Linked DNA regions of Capra hircus: region 2 is linked to region 1. The links are chromatin contacts, called in public Hi-C maps. All regions are on one chromosome and are shown on one strand. Each heading gives the region's core, a stretch centred on a gene start, on an enhancer-like site or on the middle of the called end of the contact. The rest is flanking DNA. Distances are from core to core; before and after follow the strand shown. Region 1 has its middle 9.5 kb from the start of MTMR12. Region 2 overlaps MTMR12 (myotubularin-related protein 12).

The links. A called contact is a pair of places that touch in the nucleus more often than the background predicts.
Region 2: a contact with region 1 is called in a Hi-C map of blood, with 2.8 times the contacts expected there. The contact joins two enhancer-like sites. A contact is called at or near these places in 3 of 5 Hi-C or Micro-C datasets (blood and liver).

Annotation. Positions count from the first base shown.
Region 1 is chr20:41,251,116-41,256,871 of ARS1.2, reverse strand. No RefSeq gene overlaps it. Among named protein-coding and RNA genes, the nearest start is that of MTMR12, 9.5 kb to the left of the region's middle. Within about 2 kb of position 2,106, at least 4 of the 5 cell types and tissues checked have an H3K27ac peak or open chromatin away from gene starts, as enhancers often do.
Region 2 is chr20:41,322,158-41,327,913 of ARS1.2, reverse strand. MTMR12 (myotubularin-related protein 12) reads right to left here. Exons shown (of 16, transcript XM_018065668.1): 14 at 5,124-5,291; 15 at 4,076-4,237; 16 at 1-825. The coding sequence ends at 256. Among named protein-coding and RNA genes, the nearest start is that of GOLPH3, 44 kb to the left of the region's middle. Within about 2 kb of position 2,798, at least 2 of the 5 cell types and tissues checked have an H3K27ac peak or open chromatin away from gene starts, as enhancers often do.

The sequences.
Region 1 (5,756 bases), core at 857-3,356:
GTGAGCCTCAGTGAGGACTGCTGAAACAGAGATTTGCATCCAATACTTCGGGAAGGATGAAAATCAATAGAGCAAGAGGAAGGGCAATTTTGCGATATAAAAAAATATGTCAGGAATTTCATTTTGAAAAATATATCCTGAGGAGACACGTACATGTGACATGCCATCTATCCAAGCTTACTCTCTGCAGCAATTTTTTTTTTTTTTGGTAACAGCAGAAGGTTGGAAAAAAAACCCTAAATGTTCATCAGTAGGCAGGGGTTGAATAAATTATGGTACCACCATACAGTACAGAATGGGATACTACGCATCTATAGGAAAGAATAAGGAAGTTCCTTAGGTAGAAGCTATAAAGCTGAGAGGTTAAAAGCAAATATTCTTGTGTCAGACTGGGTTTATGTCCCACCTCCACCAGTTCCTAGATGTGTGACCTTTAGGTATTGATCTTCTTGGACCTCAATTTTCTTGCCTATATAAAAAAAAAAGAAAAGTGATGAAGATTATAATGGCATCTGTAGATAATGTATCACAGGAATGTTAATACCAAATTATTTAGAGAGTTGGTATACAAGGTATGAGAGCCAAGATGCATTCAGTGATCAAAGCAAGGTGCCCAAACACATGCAGAGTAGGCTACCATTTGTGTAAAAGAAGAATGGAAATAAAGACTACATATACCCGGTTCCCTGTGTTTGCATAGAATATCTTTGGATAAATACAAAGGGAACTATGGCATTAGCTGCTTTTCCAATGGAAAACTGGGCATTTGGAGGAAAGACTGGAAAAGTGTTTACTAATATCCTTTTTGGTTTGTTTTTTTCCAAACTTTAAACTTTTTGTGCTGGAATATACCCAATTAACAATGGTGTGATAGTTTCAGGTGAATGGCAAACAGACTCAACCATACATACACATGTATCCTTTTCCTCTAAAATCCACTCCTATCCAGGCTGGCACGTAACATTGTTGGAACAGAGTTCCATTGTACACTTAAAAAAAAAATATTTATTTGTTAATTTATTTGGCTATGCCAGGTCTTTGTTGCTCTGTATGGGATCTTTTTAGTTGCTGCATGCCTGCATTGGGAGCCTGTAGTCTTAACCACTGGGCCACCAGGGAAGTCCCTATATGTTTTTTTATCTTTGGATTTTGAACTATTACCTAGTGCAACAATAAATGAATTATGTATACACACACACACATATATACATATATACACACACATACACACATAGAACCATCTCATGCATTTAAAAAAAATTTTAAGTGAAACAAAACATAAAATTAGCCATTTTAAAGTGAACAGTTTAAGCACACTGAATTTTGATTTTAAAGCAAGAGATTTTAACAAGACCTTACCATTTTCTGTCTCTGTTGCCTTGGCATTGGTCCCCAAATCCATCAAGGTCTACTTCCAATGCCGCCACCTCTTTGACATCTTCCCTGGAGACTGTTGGCACCTGTCTAGATGTCTTCCGGATTTCTAAGCGTGGGGAACCTGTATGCTGCCTTGACCCAGGAACTTGGCTATGTCAGAATCAGTGCAATTGTCACCTTCCCTAGAGTTGAGCCAGGAGTTTCTCTCGTCCAGAGGCAGCCCCATGCTTCTCCATTTTCCCAGGAGTACTATCCTCGGGGCTTTGAGGAGGTTATCCGATGGACGGAACAGTATTCAGAACCTGACTCAGCCTCCGCAGCCTCTGGGACGATGAAACTGCGCCCTCTACAGGACTGTTTTAAAATCGCTGATGAGGAGGGTGTTCTCAGCGCTGGCCGGGGAGTTCCCTCAGCTGGGGAGCTGGGACACCTGATGAAGGGAAATGACAGAGAAGGCGGCAGAGCCCTGACCTCCCTGTCCTTCTCCACCCGCCTCCTCTGGGCTCACCGGCTCCAGGGCAACATAAAACAGGCAGTAGAAACCGGGCTGGAGTCAGCTGCTGTCCCACCCCTAGAGGCTGTAGAACAACTAACAGAGCCGGGGGAAAATTTTTTTTTTTCTTCATTTTGAACAGCCAGGGGTTGTGGGCAGGTGAGCTGCATGGTCGTCACGAAACCAGGAGAAGCAAAACAGCTTGCCCAAGATCCCACTGCTAGTCGTGCTGCCCTGGGACTTACACAATCTGATTTCTGAACACGAGTGTTAAGCCACAGCCATCTGACACAGGCAACTTGGTCTGGTTATTTCTGAGCTTTATCTTTGTCACCTCAAGTCTTCTAAGCCACTCACAGTCCACCTCCGAGCTCCTTTCCATGTTTCTCCCCTGCCCTCTGTCCTGAGTTGAACCTCCGGGTCCCCAAAGCCCCAGCCAGCCCTGGGCTGGGGTGGGGCAGGCTGCCCATCTCCCCAGCTGGTTCCATTGCTCGGCCTGTTTGTCCCTGGACACGGAAGGTGCCTGGTTCAGAGGATGCCAGCCTCACCTTGCCCCTGAGCAGACGGCTGACAGGGCGATTCCTCAGAGATGCAGCCAAGTCCTCATCCCTGGGATGCTTTGTGCCCTATCCTTGAATGAGGGGCTTGAAAGTGTTACTCGTTCAGTCATGACCGACTATTTGGGACCCCATGGGCTGTAGGTCGCCAAGCTCCTCTGTCCATGGGATTCTCCAGGCAAGAATATGGGAGTGGGTTGCCCTTTCCTTCTCCAGGGGATCTTCCTGACCCAGAGAGCGAACCTGGGTCTCCTGCACTGCAGACAGATTCTTTGTCCTCTGAGCCACCATGCGGGGATGTGGCCATTTCCTCTGCTGGGCAGCCTCCCAGGAGCACCCTGAGTCTCTCTCTCCTAATTACTTTCCAGGTCTCATTCAGGGGCCGTGGAAAACTTTGGGTCATTTCCAAACCCCTTGGGAGATAAGAAGAGTCAAGGGGCTTTTGCAAGCTCTCCAACACCTGGAAAGACTGTGCTACCATTTCAACTACTCTCTGCGCGGGCCCAGGGGGAGGGAGAGCATCAACAATGCATCACACACTGGAAGTCGCATACAGGGGGGCCAGACTTGGGCCCACTCTTCTCTTAGGTCCCCTGAGCCATAGGGTCACAGGGTGGGGAGGGGGTGAAGGTGGGGGGTAAGTGCAGGGACACTTCGTGCTGCTCACTCTGCTCTTTCTCTCTGAGGCTGGTCTCTCCCCAGCTCAGAACTCTGGAGAGAGAGAGAGAGACTGTGTGTGTTTGTGTGTGTGTGTGTGTGTGTGTGTGTGTGTGTGTGTGTGTGTGTGTGTGTCTGGAGTGGGAGGGAGAACCTGTTATTTTGCTTGGCTTTTCATTTCACATCTCTCTTGACCCTTTGACTCCTGGGATAATAGAAGTCAAAGTCTGGCCTCTGATTCAGGGATGATCTCCAGGAGACAGCAATGAGAAAAGCTTGTTGGTGTCTCACATTGTGATGACTGACAACGCTTCACACGTCATCCAAGCGTATGAAGGCTGTGTCTCACAAACTTAAAAGGATGTGTTGTTCCTTCTTGAATTTTAACTGAGGTCAAAGTGTTGAGTTAAGATCTTAAAATTTCTGATACTCCAAAACAAAACAAAACAAAACAAAACAAAATTTCTGATACTCCAGAGCTGGCTGGAGAAAAGTGAGGGACCTGGCCTCCAGGCTATTTCTCCCAAGAGTGGCACCTGAGAGAATCTTCTCTTCCTTCCAAGTTATGCTCGGGGCTGAATCTGGTTTGAAAGTCTGGAAGAACTTCTGGGCCACAGAGGAGGACCACTCGCATTTGGAGCCTACTGATCTCAGAGGGAAAGAGGAAGCTGTTGTTGTCACAGGGCCAAGAGAACCCTCTCTAATAAAAGCAGGCAAGCATGCCTCCCCAGTGGGTTATTTGAGCTCAAAGTGCAGCCAGGTTTGTTCTGAGCTTGGCTTAACCCATCCCCACTCACTGAGAACCTGAAAGGCTTATTGTTCAGGTGTTGCTATAAAAGGACACAGAGGGTGTGAAAGACCCACTGTTTTCTGTTGGAAGTAGTCATCTGCCCCAAGGTTTAAATGTAATCAAAATTGTTTTTTTTTAAATCTTTTTTGTCTAAAGGCAAAAAAGAAAGAATGTAAGGAATGGAAATGGCTGAGCTGCAAACAAATATCGCACTATTTTTGAGAGTAACTTTTTCTGCTTGAGCACTGTTAATGACCGGCCATTCCCCTGTCTCCCCATTTCCCTCCAGAACACTGGAGTCTATTCACCATTCATTCATCTGGTCTCTGGAACAGAACCTGAGGGCAGCCAAGTAAAGCACCAAGCCAGGCAATCTCAGACTTTGCAAATATCTGACGCAGGTCTAAGAAGCCTGAAAAACAGTGTTAGGGCTCAGCTGAATTGGGGACCCAGAAAGACAGGGGAAAAAATGCAATCCATCCTCTCATCTCACATGAGACAACTCAGACTAAAGAAAAAATACAAAGAGAAGGTTAATTTGGAACCATGTGTGTGGTCAGAAAAATAATCAATTCATTTTCATTTTTTTAATGAGATTTTTTGGTCACACTGGGTCTTAGCTGTGTCCCATGGGATCTAGTTCCCTGACCAGGGATCAAACCCAGGCTGCCCGCATTAGGAGCATGGATTTTTAGCCACTGGACCACCAGGGAGGTCCCTCAATCTGTTTTTAGAAAGAAGTCTCTCTGCTCTGCTTTTTTCTTGTGTCCTCATATTGCCAGGATGCCACTTTCCTCAACCTAAAAGAGAGACTCTGCCCTTCTGGGTCATAGAAGGAGCCCCTCATACACTGGTGAGGCTGATCTCAGAGGGAGCGGAACACAAACCGCATGCAGAGTGGGGAGAAAGCACTGCGATGAGCAGGGGACAGGCAGGCAGGTCCTAGTGCAGGGAGTGGTGGGAGGGGAGGCTTGAAGATCAGCCTGAAAGTACAGCTCACAGGGCCCTGAATGTCATGCTAAGGATTTGGGGATTTATCCTTAGGCATATGGAGCTATAGTGGGGTTTTTACACCATAATGATTATTTAAGTATTATTAGGTAATCATTTCCTATTACATAGTAAAAGTTATCAGAGAAACACAGAGATTAGCAAATCTCCTAATCAGAAACACAAGTCATAACCTGCTGCATAGGGGTCACCACCGCGAACACTTAAGGGAAGAATGGGCTATATATACATCCTTCTCTAGTAAAACAAAAAGGGAGCATTCTTCACACATGGCTTTATAATCTGATTTTTTTATTCAACATTCGAAAGTAACTTTCTTTATGTGTTAGGGCTCCTACATAGTTATTTTCAGTTTTTTTCCTGACCTAACATTCTTGAGGAAGCTAACGCCACCTCAGGGGTTGAATGAGTGGGTTTTTTTGTTGGTTTAGGGGGGAGATTGTATTTCTGGCCATACTGTGAGGCCTGTGGGATCCTAGTCCCCAGATGAGGGATCGGACTTGGTCCCTTGGCAGTGAGAGTGTGGAGTCCTAACCACTGGACCACCAGGGAATTCCAAAAGTGATTTTTAAGGAGGGGGTCACTCCCTTTTAGAAGCACTGGTCTATAATAACACGTGGGTGATAGAACTGTATTTCATTAAAGTTCTTATTGGATATATTAATTGATTCTAATCTTACTCACTTGCCAATAATTCCTCTGTAGATATATTTGAATTTATAGTTTGCTATACTTATCTCGTTAAATTCTTTTTTTTAATGAAAGAAATGGAAAATTTTATTTGAGCCAAATTTGAGGATTATAACAAGGGAACAGCATCTCAGAAAGCTTCAAGAAATGTTCACTAGACTTAATTCTTTAAGATAACTTC
Region 2 (5,756 bases), core at 1,549-4,048, 70 kb before region 1:
CTAACACAGAGGACACTGGCCACAGCTGTATTACGGGTCACGTACTAACTCCTTTCAATAATACTCGAGATACGGGTTTCAACTGCATAGTCTTTCAGAACTGGGGGGCAGAAATGAGAACCAGCTCTTTTCCAGAAGACCCAGGCTTCCCCTGGCAGTCGGCTTTAGCGTGACACACCGACATGGAGAGCCGACGTGTCCAACCTCCTGTCCCAGCCTGCGAGGGTCCTCTCTCACCGCCATCGAGCAGGCCAGTCACACGTCCCCTAGGTCCACAAACTCATCTTCTCGCTTGGCCAAGTCGTCTTCATCTCCCAGGGCTTTCCACCCACTGGTGGGCAGGACAGGCTTAGAGGAATGGCGCTGCAGCAGCGCGAAAGGGAACAAGGAGGACAGGCGGCCCGAGGTCCTCGGTGGCGAGGCAGCCTCTGCCTGGAGGGCTTCCTGGCTGTGGTGTCTCGCCTCGACTTTCTCCTGTAGGCGCTGGACTTCCTCCATCATCTCCAAGAGTTTGCTCATGGTGGCCACTCCACCGCCACCCAGGATCTGGGCCTCCGGAATCCAGCGCAAGTAGCGCTGGGCCCAGACTTTGATTTCCGGGCCCTCGAGGCGAGGCAGCAGCAGCCCCTGGTAGCTGGGGGGCCTGCTGTGCCAGCCGTCATAGAACTCTCGGAAGCCGTCCTGCAGCTCCTCCGAGGAGTTGATCAGTTTGCTGATTCTCTTGCCCAGCAGGTTTTTAATTAAGTGATCCGTTTCTTCCCTGAAAAATCCTCTTTTGGGAGATGATTTCGATTGGGTGAGGGGCAGAGAAAGTTGTCTTTGATGCTTTGAGAGAGAACACAAATAAAAAAAGTCTCTGGTTAGCCCAAGAGCACAGTGACGGTTGTTTCCATCCAAAAAAAAACAAACAAAAAGCATAATCCTACTTTAAGAAGAGTCATGAGAACTGCCCTGTGAACGCAAATTCATTACAATGCCGTCACACACAGAGAGAAAGCGGCAGTGGGTGGGTGAGGGATACCTGTTTATTCCACGATGAGCATATCAGATGCACGCTGGGTTGCTAAACAAATGGGCGAGACCAGGCGCAGGGTATTAAGGACTCGTGAAGAACAAGCTTAAGTTAAGACAGGAGGATGAGGACCTCTCTGGTAGTGCAGGGGTTAGGAGCTCGCCTGCCAATGCAGGGGACATGGGTTCGATCCCTGGTCCAGAAGGATTCTACATGCCAAGAGGCAAGTAAGACTGTGCACCAGGCTCTACAGCGCCCAGGCTCTAGAGCTCTGCGACTGGAGAGGCCATCACAATAAGCCAGAGTGGAGCCACAAAGACCCAGCGCAGCCGGTAAATGAGTGAAGAAGAAGAGAGTCAGGGGAGTCTGGAGATGAGGCCTATTTATTTGTGAAGGGAGCAGAATGTTTCTTCTCTGAAAAACTTAGGGGGCTCGCTTCCACAATATTCTGAACACCTGTGAGGAAAGTGCAAATGCCCTAAAGAGCCTGTCGCTCCAACGAAATAACTTACAGGCTTAACTTGTGGGACGTCGGACACCCAGGGGGAGGTCAAGCCTAAGTCAGAAAGGTTCTTTTGGACAAGGAGACAGATGGGAGCAAAAGGAACTTGAGGACTGTCTAAATGGGCCGGGTGTTCTTGTCGACGAGCTGCACAGGGTGGAAGATGTTGAGAGCATCTATACGCTTGTCCTCCTCAGGAATTTGACCTGAAGCCAAAGCTAGGTGCTGTATTTTGGGATACACTGGGAGAGGGTTGTGAGGATGGTCAGACGGTTGCAACAGATCCTTGGTGCCTGAAGATAAAGGTAAAAATCTGCGGAGGAGCTGTTTCTCCCCATCTCTTTTACTCCTGAGGTGTCATGTGAAATAAGAGGAGGCAGAAGTTTTATTTTGGGGCTACGCTCCTAACTCTGTAACGTGTTCCTACTAGTGCTTCGTATTTATTATGGAGTGGAGAACAAACAATAAAAGTATACCATAGAAAGCAAAGCCACTCACAACACCCCGAGTCGGAGATGGCCAGGATTCCCGACTTTCCATCTGGGGGCAGGAGAGGAAAGCAAAGCCACTCACAACACCCCGAGTCAGAGACGGCCAGGATTCCTGACTTTCCATCTGGGGGCAGGAGAGGAAAGCAAAGCCACTCACAACACCCCGAGTCAGAGATGGCCAGGATTCCCAACTTTCCATCTGGGGGCAGGAGAGTTGGGGGCCAGCCTCTTCTGCCCAGTGACCCAGGTGAGTCAGGGATAAGGGAAGCAGGCAGGACCTTCACTGCCTGCCAGGCTCCACGCTCAGTGCTGAACATGCAACCACTCACCCGGTCCTCAGAGTCACCATTACTGCCCCCGTTACACATCAGAAAACTAAGGCACAGTGGTTAAGTCAACCGCAAAGGCCCCAGCTACCAAGTGCCAGGTGTGGTTTCACACAGACTGGCTCCGGAGGGAGCCTGAACTCTTAACAGAGCCCTCCCTGTCTTGGAAGCCCTTCTCTCAAGCCCAGAGTGAATGGAGCATTCTGGACAGGCCAGGTGGGGGCAGCACTGTGTCCCTGTAGCCTGGTCAAGGCCTGGGGCTGAGGCTGGGACCCCACACCTGAGCGGACCCCACAGTCTTGAGGGATAATTCCTGGGGCAGCCCACTGGGCATTCCCAGGGCAGCTGTGGTTGGCCATGGCTCTTTGGTTTCTACAGAACATCTCCAAGGCTGCCTGTCCCCCCAAAAAGAGGCCCCAGGCCTGACACCAGGACTCCTTACCCAACGGCCTCAAAGGTTCTTGTCGGCCCACCGCTGGCCCTGCATGAGCTAATACAACCTCAGATGCCCTGACCTGCGGCTCAAGCCTCTCCCACGGGCCAGCTCCTGCAACCTGGGCCCTTAGGTTCTCCACTCCCACCTATGAGAAGGGACCCTCAGAAAAACATGGCCTGGGCAGAGAAATGGACTTACAGGTAGAGCTTTCATTTCCTCCCTCAGACCTCTGAGTGCCCTCGCCAGACCTCTCTGTGCCCACCAGAGGGGGGGCAGCTGAGCCATCGAGACCCAGCGGCAGGTGTGTGTGCAGCCACCAGGGGGCACAGCACACTGACAAAACTGACCTCTGGCTTGGCTATGCCGGAGCACAGGGTGGTTCTGGCCCAGCAGACAGGACAGAGGTTGAACCAAGAGCACTAACACCCAGCCTGGGCCTGTGGACCCTTGAAGGGGTGAAGCGGCAGCCAGCAGAGGCATCTTCTGTGAGTGCTGGCGTTGACTCATGGGTCCCCAAGCCCCTTTAGAATGGAGAACTGGTCAGGCCCCCAGGAGCCCCGCAGGACTTCTGAACCAGAAAGATGGTGGTGGAGAAGGCAGTGACATGCTGACTTGCGAGTGACCACCACTGAGCACCCTGCTCTCCTGTTTGTGGGGGGCTCCCAAGTCAGGAGGCAGAACAAGAAATGCCATGTACATCATACATCATCTAGGGAATGTCGGAGTTTCAATAACTAGTAAAATCAGGAACAAATATCTAAAGGGAAACCCAAATAATTTGATGTTTGTCATTTAAGCCCAGGTCCGCAAATAACAGCCCACGGGCCCAATCTGGCCCGTGCCAGCCTTTGTAAATACTGGAACACAGCCAGGCCCGTCTGCTCACGTGGTGCCCATGGCTGTCTTCCAGCTCCAACAGAATGGAGCGGGGAGGTGGTTGTGCCAGAGCTCTGTGGGCCCTGAGAGAACATGTCAGTCACAAACACCATTTTTAGCATGAAGAGAGGCCTTGCTAGTGAATACCTAAACTGGTACAGATGACACAAAACCCATCCTGTGATCAGCGTTCCCTCTGCTCTGTCAATCACACTGGGGCAGGGCTGACACCTTCGATTCCCCGTGGCAACCCCAGTGACACTCAGGACAAACGTGCATCTGCCAAAGCAAGGATGCTCAGGGGCCCTGACAACCTGCCCATCACAGTCTCAACTCTGTGAGACTGTGCCCAGAATCCACAGATTAAACGTAATCCTTCCAGACAAGGAGATCTCTGCACAGACGAGGGGGTTAGATATGCACAAATCTTACTTTGAAATGCGTTCCTTTCCGCTGGACTTTCTCCAGTTTTGGCTTCTCCACGTAAAGAGGGTTTGTGAAAAACGTCTGGGCTTTGGGTTCAAACTGCACGGACCAATCCCACACGGTGAGAAGATTCAAAGGCTTGCTTTGTGAGTCCTGGCTCTCCCTGCCCTGCCAAAACAAGCATAGGTCACAGTGTTTCAGGGAGGGCTGAGCAAAGCAGACAGTGCGGAGAGACAGGCTCCAGGATGGTGCACCTGGCCTCTGTGGCGCCGCACGTGAAGGCTGTGGCCGTCGGTGGTCGCTCCCCGATGGCTTTCGGTTGGGAGGAGGCAGGACACGTTACTTCCAGCAGAACTTGTGCCAGCCACTGTACTGCACACGCTCACCACACCCCTCATGAGGTCGCTCCTATTTTTCCAATTTACCTTTGGGGAAATGGAGGCTGGGAAAATGAAGTAAACCACCTGAGGCCATGAGGCTGGTGAGCAGCAAGGCTGCGTGACTGGAGGCCCGGGCTCTGTTTCCCACTCCCTGTGGGATGTGGTCAGATCCACCGGGAGGGCAGCTCCAGCAAACTCCAGGCCCCCAGAGGGCTAGTCGGAGCCCTGATAGTGCCAAGTTGAAGCCCCGGGAGCAGGGCCTCAAGAGAGACTATAAAGATGTTTAAGGCAGAGAGCGAAAGCCAAGCTCCCCTCCTCCGCCTCTACTCTCTTCTGAGTCACTCCTGGCATCCGTCAAGTGGAAGAGAAGGCATCTGAGCTGTTCATAAAGACCACTTTTAACGTGCTCAATCCCCAGCTCTCACACTGGCTCCCAGCCCCGATATTTACCCTGTGACCCACGGTGACAGCCTCACTGTCTCAGTGACTCACTCTCAGAGATAATAATAATTTGGACTTGAGGATTACATATCAATACCCAGAGAGCACTCAGAACAGGGCCCTCTGTGTAATCACTGTTATAAAGAAAATATTATTTTCATCATCGCTCCTCTTACGTCTTACTTGTTAGACACGGCTTCTTCAATACACAGGTTCCTAAGAGCGACTCTTACCACGTTTGTATCTTTTTGATGAGGCGAATTGAAGAAGAAGGTGCTAAAAATAGGTATGTACAGGCTGTCAGACAAAACGGTCAGGTACGTCTCTGTGAACTCGAACGCTGGAGGATGCTGGTGCACCAGCTGCCACACGCAGTCCAAGAAGAGCAGGAACACGGGAGCCTACATGAAGACAAGACGCGTGTGATGGAGGGGTGCCAACGGTCTGAAGCCAGTGGTCCCGGGTACAGTGCAGCCACCTGGACAGCTGTGGAGTGGCCTCTCTGGGCACTGCATGCTCTGGGAAGCACATTCCAGGTGACTGCCATTCCCAACTGCGTCCCATCCCCAGAGACAAACATGCTTGACTGAAAAACCACACACCGGTGGATTAACCTCAGGACTCGGCAGTAGCTCCCTATGGGAAAGACATTCCCAAGATGGAGAATCTCCTTGCCCATTGATACTGGCAGAAGAGCAGTTGCAACTGAGCCTGAGGACAGGAAATGCTAACTCTGAACCTCAAGTGAAACACTATTCTGCACCAAAGAATGCCACTCTCCTCATTAGTAGCACTGTATTACCAAAAAGAAAAAAAAACAAACCACAAACTACTCAGTTTCTTCAAATTTTGTGATTACTCCCTCC